Linked DNA regions of Bombyx mori: region 2 is linked to region 1. The links are chromatin contacts, called in public Hi-C maps. All regions are on one chromosome and are shown on one strand. Each heading gives the region's core, a stretch centred on a gene start, on an enhancer-like site or on the middle of the called end of the contact. The rest is flanking DNA. Distances are from core to core; before and after follow the strand shown. Region 1 overlaps LOC101745243. Region 2 holds the start of LOC101745243.

Region 1 (4,145 bases), core at 980-3,479:
CGTGAAGCAGTAATGCGTTTCGGTTTGAAGGGCGGGGCAGCCGTTGTAACTATACTTGAGACCTTAGAGCTTATATCTCAAGTTGGGTGGCACGTTGTAGATGTCTATGGGCTCCAGTAACCACTTAACATCAGGTTGGCTGTGAGCTCGTTCACCCATCTAAGCAATAAAAAAACAAAAAACAAAAAAAGTTACGAAAGGGCATTCACGAGAACTCCAGAACACATTTCATATATTCACACATAACCACCAGTGGAGTTCGGGTTCCCTCCTACACATGCTTACTGCATGGATGGCGGCGATGATATCTGGTAACTTTATAGTTATTGCTGGCAAGTTAAGGAAGGAGAAGTTCAAAAAGAAACCACTCAGATGTAAAAGGATAACATTCGTTCTGTAAAACGTATGACACGTTTAGCGTAAAAAACGAACAGCTTCCGTCGGCGGCGCGGCGTTGTCGTGTGTATTTATTTATATCACGCGTGTGTTCAGTCAACGAAACACAAATTATATTTTTTGTAAACTATCTATATATTAATACGTGAAGCAAAAACTTTGTATTCCTTTCGACGGAGGAGTATGAAATTTTCCACACTTATAGAGAATATAGAGAAGAAGTGCACAATGCTAATTTTTTTTTTAAAAATGCATAAAAGATACATTAAATCAATAAAAAAAACATTACACACACTACATACCGTTTATTAGACGCACACACGCATGCATAGTATTTATTGTCAAACTTTTGTTCTTGACGTCTGTGGTCAAATTGCGATTAAATTTTGTTTGTCTTTGTTAATGTTTTTTAAACTGTAGTCTTGGCGAAATTTGTGATTATAGAAGTATAAAATACAATCATAATAGTGTACAAACTTACAATTCCAATTAATTATTGTCGAATTTCGACTACTGCGGGACCTCTAGTTTAATTTAATTATTTGGACATGGCGATGTGAAAGGCGCTTTCATTCACTTATTACAGTGTGTACAAGTTTTAACTAAATTTTTCTAGCGACTACACTCGTTAATTTAAAAAAAAAACTATCCCTCGGTTATGATACTCTTTTCCGGGTAAAAGACGCCCTATGTTTTATTTTGTACTTCTGATAATGTGTACGCAAAATATCATGACGATCGGTTGAGTGGTTAAGACGTGAACAAATAAACAAACACTATCGCTTTTATATTTACATATTTTTTTCATCCACCCATCTAAACAATAAAAAAAGCAACCATTATGGACTAATAATATATTATCGGAGATAAAAGCCATTAGATCTTTTTACACGCTTTTGTTAGCATGTTACGCATGTTTGCTTTTATGTAACGGAATGGACTTCAAGACCTCCGATCAACCTGGAAATTTGCATACGCCTCAACGACCGATGGCGACAAAATAATTTTATAACTTCGCTCTAATCCAGAATCAATAAGATAAAAAAATTACTTCGGTTTGCTACATAACTAAGCGTGTTCTTTTTAATTTTTAAACTACACATTTTACGAAAGTAAGTTCTAGATTTCTATAACAAGTAATTTATGTCGATGATTGAATCCATTGACATTGTTATCAGCCCATCTGCGTAACCCAATTAATATATTATGTACGAGGAAGACATGTCGTGAGATGTTCTCGAAAGTTTATCGATCTAATATGTTTGTTTGTATTTTGTATTTACAGGTGGATATGAAATCCAATCTACTGCAATACAAAGTCACTGCAGCCTACATGGATCACTTGGGTGGACTTCAAGAGTTGTGTCAACAGAACAATCAACCCCAACAAAGTGTTCGTGCTCTGACACGGGCAAAACCGTCCGGCACGAGATCTCTAATTCGATCCTGGGATACCTATGTAAAATTTTCCAAGTTGTCTTATACCAAATCCACCAGTATACAATCTGGTAACGGCAAAGGAATAATAGAATCTTTGTGTAGTTAAATCACAGGTACCTACCGACGAATTAGTTTAGGTCCTTTAATTTTTTTGCCTTCACTATATGGTGAGGTGACCACTATATATACAACCACGACCCGCCTGGTTTTAAATAGCTTCCGTATGTCCACGACAACGTAATCGTGCTACCCAACTTGAAACGAGAAATCTCCGTCGTACTTACTGTTTATCGGCTATTTCACCATTCAAACCGAAGCATGATACAGGCAGGATGGTCGTGACAGTAACTAAGGTTTGGATTGAGTACTGTGTAAATAGCGCAAGACTTGCTGCCTATACCACGGTTAAGCTTATTTCAGCTACGATACACTCAGACTTGAAGCATAGGATGGCGAGTCGCAACTGAGACTGTTCTCAGGTCTCCTATTGGATAGCGTCATTCACATTACGGTATTATATACCGGCCGCCATACAAGACGCAAAACTCGTTTTTTATAGCGAAGAAAACAATATTTTTTTGTTAAGAATGTTCAAGAGAGTCCGACGCGGGCTAGTGAATTAATACCATATACACGAGCAGCCGAGTGAATCCGGTTTGCAAGTGCGACTGTACTATACTGTAGGTTGTGCTCCTGAATATCGGACCCTTAAACGCACTGACCGGACTACGTTTTGTGTCACTAAAACTATCGAAATAATCAGATAGCGGCTTAGTCATTGATGCGTTTGCGTGTCGACCCGGCGGTAGGCTGGTTGGTTCTGACCCAACAGGGTATCCCGGAACGCCAGCGTCACCGCCCGGGCGGCCTGATGGGTCGCGGTAACGCGGAGACCAGCGTTGTTGGTCGTCACCAATCGCTTCGGCGACCAGTCGGTGGGGCGTCCTCGGGGTGGCGCCGCGAGTCTGGTTGTAGTATTGACTGCGGGAAACCCCTTACTCTGCACGGGTTGTAAGCCTGGGCGGAGATCAGACGTCGGGTGAAAGAGTGTAAGGGGAGTAGTCTAGTGGATAGTGCCTTAAGCATCCTTGGGCCTGCGGTTTGTTCCCAACATCGGCAGACTATCAAGACCCACATACCCCGCGCGCCCCCTAAGCGCGAAATCCTCGCACGAGTTTCAGGCACCTGCCCGACCGAATAAATATCGGATGTCTTGAGGTTAGTTAAAGAAAAAGAAGAACGAAGAGAAGAGAATAGAAGAAAGAAGACAAGAAGGAAGAATGAAGAGAAGAAGAAGAATCCCACCCACCATCAGCTCAGACCTACATCAGCGCAATCCCGCAACTCATCACCCCTGCCTCAATAGGCAGGGAATCACCGTCCCGCGCCCTCGCAAAGAGACGCGACGACCCGATAGTAATTAGTTAAGATTTAACGGTAGGCAGCGACTTGGCTCTGCCCCTGGGATTGCTGAGGTCCATGAGCGACGGTATACACTCACCATTAGGTGGACCGAATGCTAGTCTGCCCACAAGGGCAATAAAAAGAACGCAAATGAATAAAAGCGCGTTCGTTCGTCGTTCATTGGCCGACAGAAATATATTGATTTTGTCGTTCCCTTAATAAAACGTTGTTAATATTATAGTACCTACTATCTCAACAGGCGGACAACGGTCGCGATGGACATTAAATGACGGAAGTGCGTGCCCGCGGACGGTTCCGGCACGTGACCTTACGATAAATTACTTCTGACCGACTTTTCTGAATTCATTTTTGTTGTTTCAATTTATTTTTATAATAGTCAATGATAACAAAATATTTATATATGTATATATTTATCGATATTTCACAATACGTCTGTCGTAAAATAATTAAATGGACACCGTTATCTACCTCTAATTTTGAATACATGCATGACAAATTTAGAAAATGATTATTCATGCGTAATTTTTATGTTTTCATAGAAACTATGATAGACATAGGTTCTACGTTGCATAATAATCCCACTGAGTTTCTCGCTGGATTGTTTAAGTAGGTCGCGATTGCGATCCGGTGGTAGATTTTGCGAAGTACTGCTTTTACTGGGGCTAGTGTTAGCAACGTCGTCAGGTTTGAGCCCCGTGAGCTCACCTACTTACTCGGTTATGCTGGCATACATGGCAAGGTTACCAACTTTAGTAGGAAAAAAAAGCACAATAAATCTGAACACTTTAACATGTGATAACTCTGTCACGGTAAGGTGATTTCTGATCATTAATTCTGATTACGCACTTACAACCTGTTCCCTTCTCCGCATCGCCTGTTCATTG
Region 2 (4,145 bases), core at 959-3,458, 70 kb after region 1:
AAATTATTAAAACATTTGAGATGAATGAATACATTATAGGAACAATCAAAGAAAGGATCCACTTGGCTATAATGTAGAAAACATACTGAAAAGTCTCAAGACTTATCAAATAAAAAAATTAAAAACGAAAGGCTTCTACTGCATATTTGCATGTTTGGGTGTTTTCTTTTCACAAGAAAAAATTGATAGCATAAGTTAATGCAAAAGCAAAATGTACCAAAGTACTTTTTTTTTTAAACATCAGAATCATCAACCCTGAATCATCTATTTGGCTGTTTGGTGGTGTATGACAGAACCATTAATACCCTAAAAATCTTATAATAACTTGCTTTAATTTTGACGAAACAAAACCATATTTTAGTTTGACGTTATTGCCAAATTCACTTCTAATCGACCGAAGAAGACATGGATGAAGTGTGTGAATGACGATATGAGGGAGAGAGAGAGAGGAATTAGTGTTGAGATGAAGGCTGATAGAATAGAATGCAAGAGAAAAATTAGTTGCACCAGCCCTAGTAGTAGTAGTGGAATAAGGTGAAGAAAAAGAAGAAGACTTCTAATTGCATCACCTATATAACTCTTTTTTCTACACTATAATACAATTTCCTTAGCTCGACCAATCTGTATAATAGAATCTTGCACCTTACGTTTCTTTTACACATATCAAGGATCCAATAATTTTATTCATTATTGTCTTATTAACAAATACCATCAGAAAGAAGAAATATTTTTGTGACTACTTCATCAGAATTTATTTCAAATTGATACATTAATATTTCAGAGATATATCTTATGTGTGATGATTATACGTGGCAATATCTTACAATCCCTTGTCAATTCTCTTCATGTTCTCTTTCATACCAAAAAAGTCATAAACTGCAAATAAATGTCCACCAATAACAAAAAGGATAAATGCTTCTTGATGCTTGGCAACTACCCATTCATCACACTAAAATTTTTGTGAACAAGTTGACAATATTATTTGATTTTAGACTATATACAAAACATGTTTATGATCATTTAAATGAAACATCACTCACTTTGTAACTTTGTTAGGGTTTTGAGAAATGTTTTCACTGCAATTAATCCAATACATTATAATATATTGTGTGCATATTTAATGCGAAAATCCAAAAATATATTTTCACATTAAATGTGCCCTTAATGAGAAAATTGTTAAGAGAAATTTTTTAGATAGTTAATAGTAATTTATGTACTGTTTTATTCCTCAATTAAAAGATATTAGGTGTTTAGGAATCAGAGATTTAATGAAGTTCAATGATTTAAGCTAATATTTGTTTTATTTACAATTATAAGAATACATAAAGTATGCCAAATTCAAAAATAATTACTATGAGATTTCTATTGATATACCAGTTTACTTCTTGTGCCGTGAAATTAATGTGTGTTTATATATTAATAACCCCAATAAGTGCTTAGTAATATATATATTGCTGATATTGCACAATTGGTGTGGAGTGATAAAGCATGAATATTTACAACATACATTATTTAACAGGTGATAATTATAATTGTTGCTAGATTTTAAAAAAAATGTAGTACATGGTCCCTTAATTATTTGTTTTGTTCAATTTCTTTTTTAAATTTAGAAAATTGAATAAATTATAAATTTACTTTTTTTTTCGTAATAGATGTAGTAAGTAAATCAAAAGTTAATGAGGCGCGTGTCTTGCTATAAGTCGTATGTATGTAAGCTGTGTTTGGAAGTAAACATTAGGGTCAGGCGAAATAAAACTGAAAAAATGGAAACCATGTTCAATACTCATAAAACGTCTAAAGAAAATTTCTGACGAAACTGAATTACAAAATCAACAAGTAATAAAAATAATCCAATCATTCAACTTACAGTTCAATGGTTTCATACGAAACTAGAGTCCGACGAATTCACGAACACCTACACATTAAACTGTTACACTATTCATAAAACCACAACGTATTAAATTTTTTAACTCTTACTGTATATAATAAAACACGGGAAGAATTAATTCCTGTTGGAACACAATAATGGAACACGTATGCCGTCGAGTGATATCAACGGTGGCGAGACTTTCAATCGGCCATTGCTCGCCGCTCCCGTCTAGGTAGTTAAAAGACAACTGACATGTTGAGTAAATCGTGACGACGTGACAATGACAATTGACATTTATGATCACAGATTATTTGAAGAAACAATACATAGAACAAGGTATGTCAGCTGTTCTTTAGTGCTAGTACTTATACCATCTGCCTTAGTATTTAATAAAATAAGAGTAAAATTAATACAAAAAAAATTGTCTCCCGAAGTTTAAGATACACATTTACAAATACTCCAAAATTATGTATTCAAAATTTTTATTGTAGTCATGTACAAAAGTTAGCAATGCCTACCTCCGAGTCATCATCATCGTCATAATGAATACCTCCGAGTATTCTTGTGAAACCACGTTTGAACAAAAAAATGAAAAAGTTTAGTTTTGAACGCCTTAGGATTTTTGAAGTGAAACTTCCTTATCGGCGTTGGAAAAAAATTTACCGTCACATTTTTCGGTTACGCGTCACTTTTTTCCGTTACGCGCCATCTGTTTTGTATTCATGTCTATGATAATAAAATCCTTTTGTTTAAACTTTATCTAATTTAACTTTTTTGTATTCATGTCTATGATAATAAAATCCTTTTGTTTAAACTTTATCTAATTTAACTTTATTTAACCAATTTCTAGAAAGTTGCATGTAGATCATTTTTCGAAAAATAAGGCCATAAACAAGTTTCACTTCTTACGTGTGTACACTAGTACACGCACACATTTTTTTGTTTAGTGCTGGCATTGTCAGTATTCCACCAAAATCACTTGGTTTCCGGCTATCAACAGCTCCCTCTGGCATGAACGTTACAATAACAGCTTAAATAGAAAAAAAATCGTCAAACATACAACTAATTAGGCAATCTCTATTTTCAGACGAATCATAAAAAAACTCCATAATAGAATAAAATTAAAACAAAAAAGTATTTGCGTGAATGGTGATCGCGCACCGAGTGACAGCTTTTTTATGACTCCCAGAAGGTGATCCGACAATATACTAACACCGGTCACTCACATGCTCACGAATACGCAAACCCGCAAGTGTGGGACGACATTTGCGAATGATTATGCAAAGTTTTCGCTGCATTCGTGGTTTTCCAAGCTGTGTCGGTTTTTTAACAGACATCAAAGCGCGCGAACCTCGAACCTTCGCGTAGTCTCCCACACATTCGCTTGCCCAGTTGCGCCGACGATTGCGAAGGTAACGGACGTATACTATACGCCATTTTCATAGTTCGGGACGTCTACTGTGTAGCGTATCTTCATCAAAAGAAATCCCATAAAAACAGCATGGCTGTTAATGATGTCTGGGAAAGAATTAAAAACTCTTTTTCTCTTCAATGTTCTATTGACGAATTAAAAAGGAGGAGAAATTCGTGAGACATTCGTAAACAAGTGTAGAAGGAAGCGCAAACGGGTTCGCAAATTGAGTATGCGAACCCATTTGCACAGCCGCGCCGCTAGGTTTGCGAATAAATGTTTGACGGCCCTTCACATGCGCGCAAATATTCGTACATTGTACGAATGTCAGTGGCCGGCATAAAGGTCGCGGGAATCCAGTGGATGTTATCTGTAATGGACCCCTGTGTCCAGAAACCGACGTTTGTTGGTCTCATGATAAAGAAGATATTGCTAATAAATAGTAATGCAGTGTAATTTAAAAAATGATGTATATTTAACAGAACGTGTATTCAACAGTCTTCTGACAATATTTAAATTATTAAGTCATAATGGAACGTTTTAACAACATGAAGTTCTCGAAATGCTCCCATAATTATTTAATTTTCAAATCGAGAAAGCTGTGTGTGCTACTCTCCCTTTACCAGTTCAATTGAAAAAATCAAACCGAAAACGAAGATGTTTTGAAAAATTTGAAGTTTGATTATTTTGTTCAACTGAGAACTTTGTTGGGAACTGGCATGATAAATGGCGAAATTATGTACTGGAGCATTGGCGTATAAAGCTTTAAATGGCTTGGTTTGTGTTTACAAACCACCATGTGTCACCATTAAACAAGTGCAGCATACAATTATAACTCATTTATGTAGAGGTTAGTTTTCTAAC

What was found. A called contact is a pair of places that touch in the nucleus more often than the background predicts.
Region 2: a Hi-C map of whole pupa shows a contact between it and region 1, with 2.4 times the contacts expected there. The contact joins the promoter of LOC101745243 here to the enhancer-like site in region 1. A contact is called at or near these places in 4 of 7 Hi-C or Micro-C datasets (midgut, an unstated tissue and whole pupa).

What each region holds. Positions count from the first base shown.
Region 1 is chr15:471,237-475,381 of ASM3026992v2, forward strand. All of the region lies in intron 2 of LOC101745243, which reads right to left. Among protein-coding and RNA genes, the nearest start is that of LOC101740236, 42 kb to the left of the region's middle. Within about 2 kb of position 2,230, at least 7 of the 8 cell types and tissues checked have open chromatin away from gene starts, as enhancers often do.
Region 2 is chr15:541,102-545,246 of ASM3026992v2, forward strand. LOC101745243 reads right to left here and starts at 2,209. Exons shown (of 13, transcript XM_038015819.2): 1 at 1,868-2,209. LOC101740103 (pseudouridylate synthase TRUB2, mitochondrial) reads left to right here and starts at 3,659. Exons shown (of 5, transcript XM_004928652.5): 1 at 3,659-4,131. The coding sequence starts at 4,008.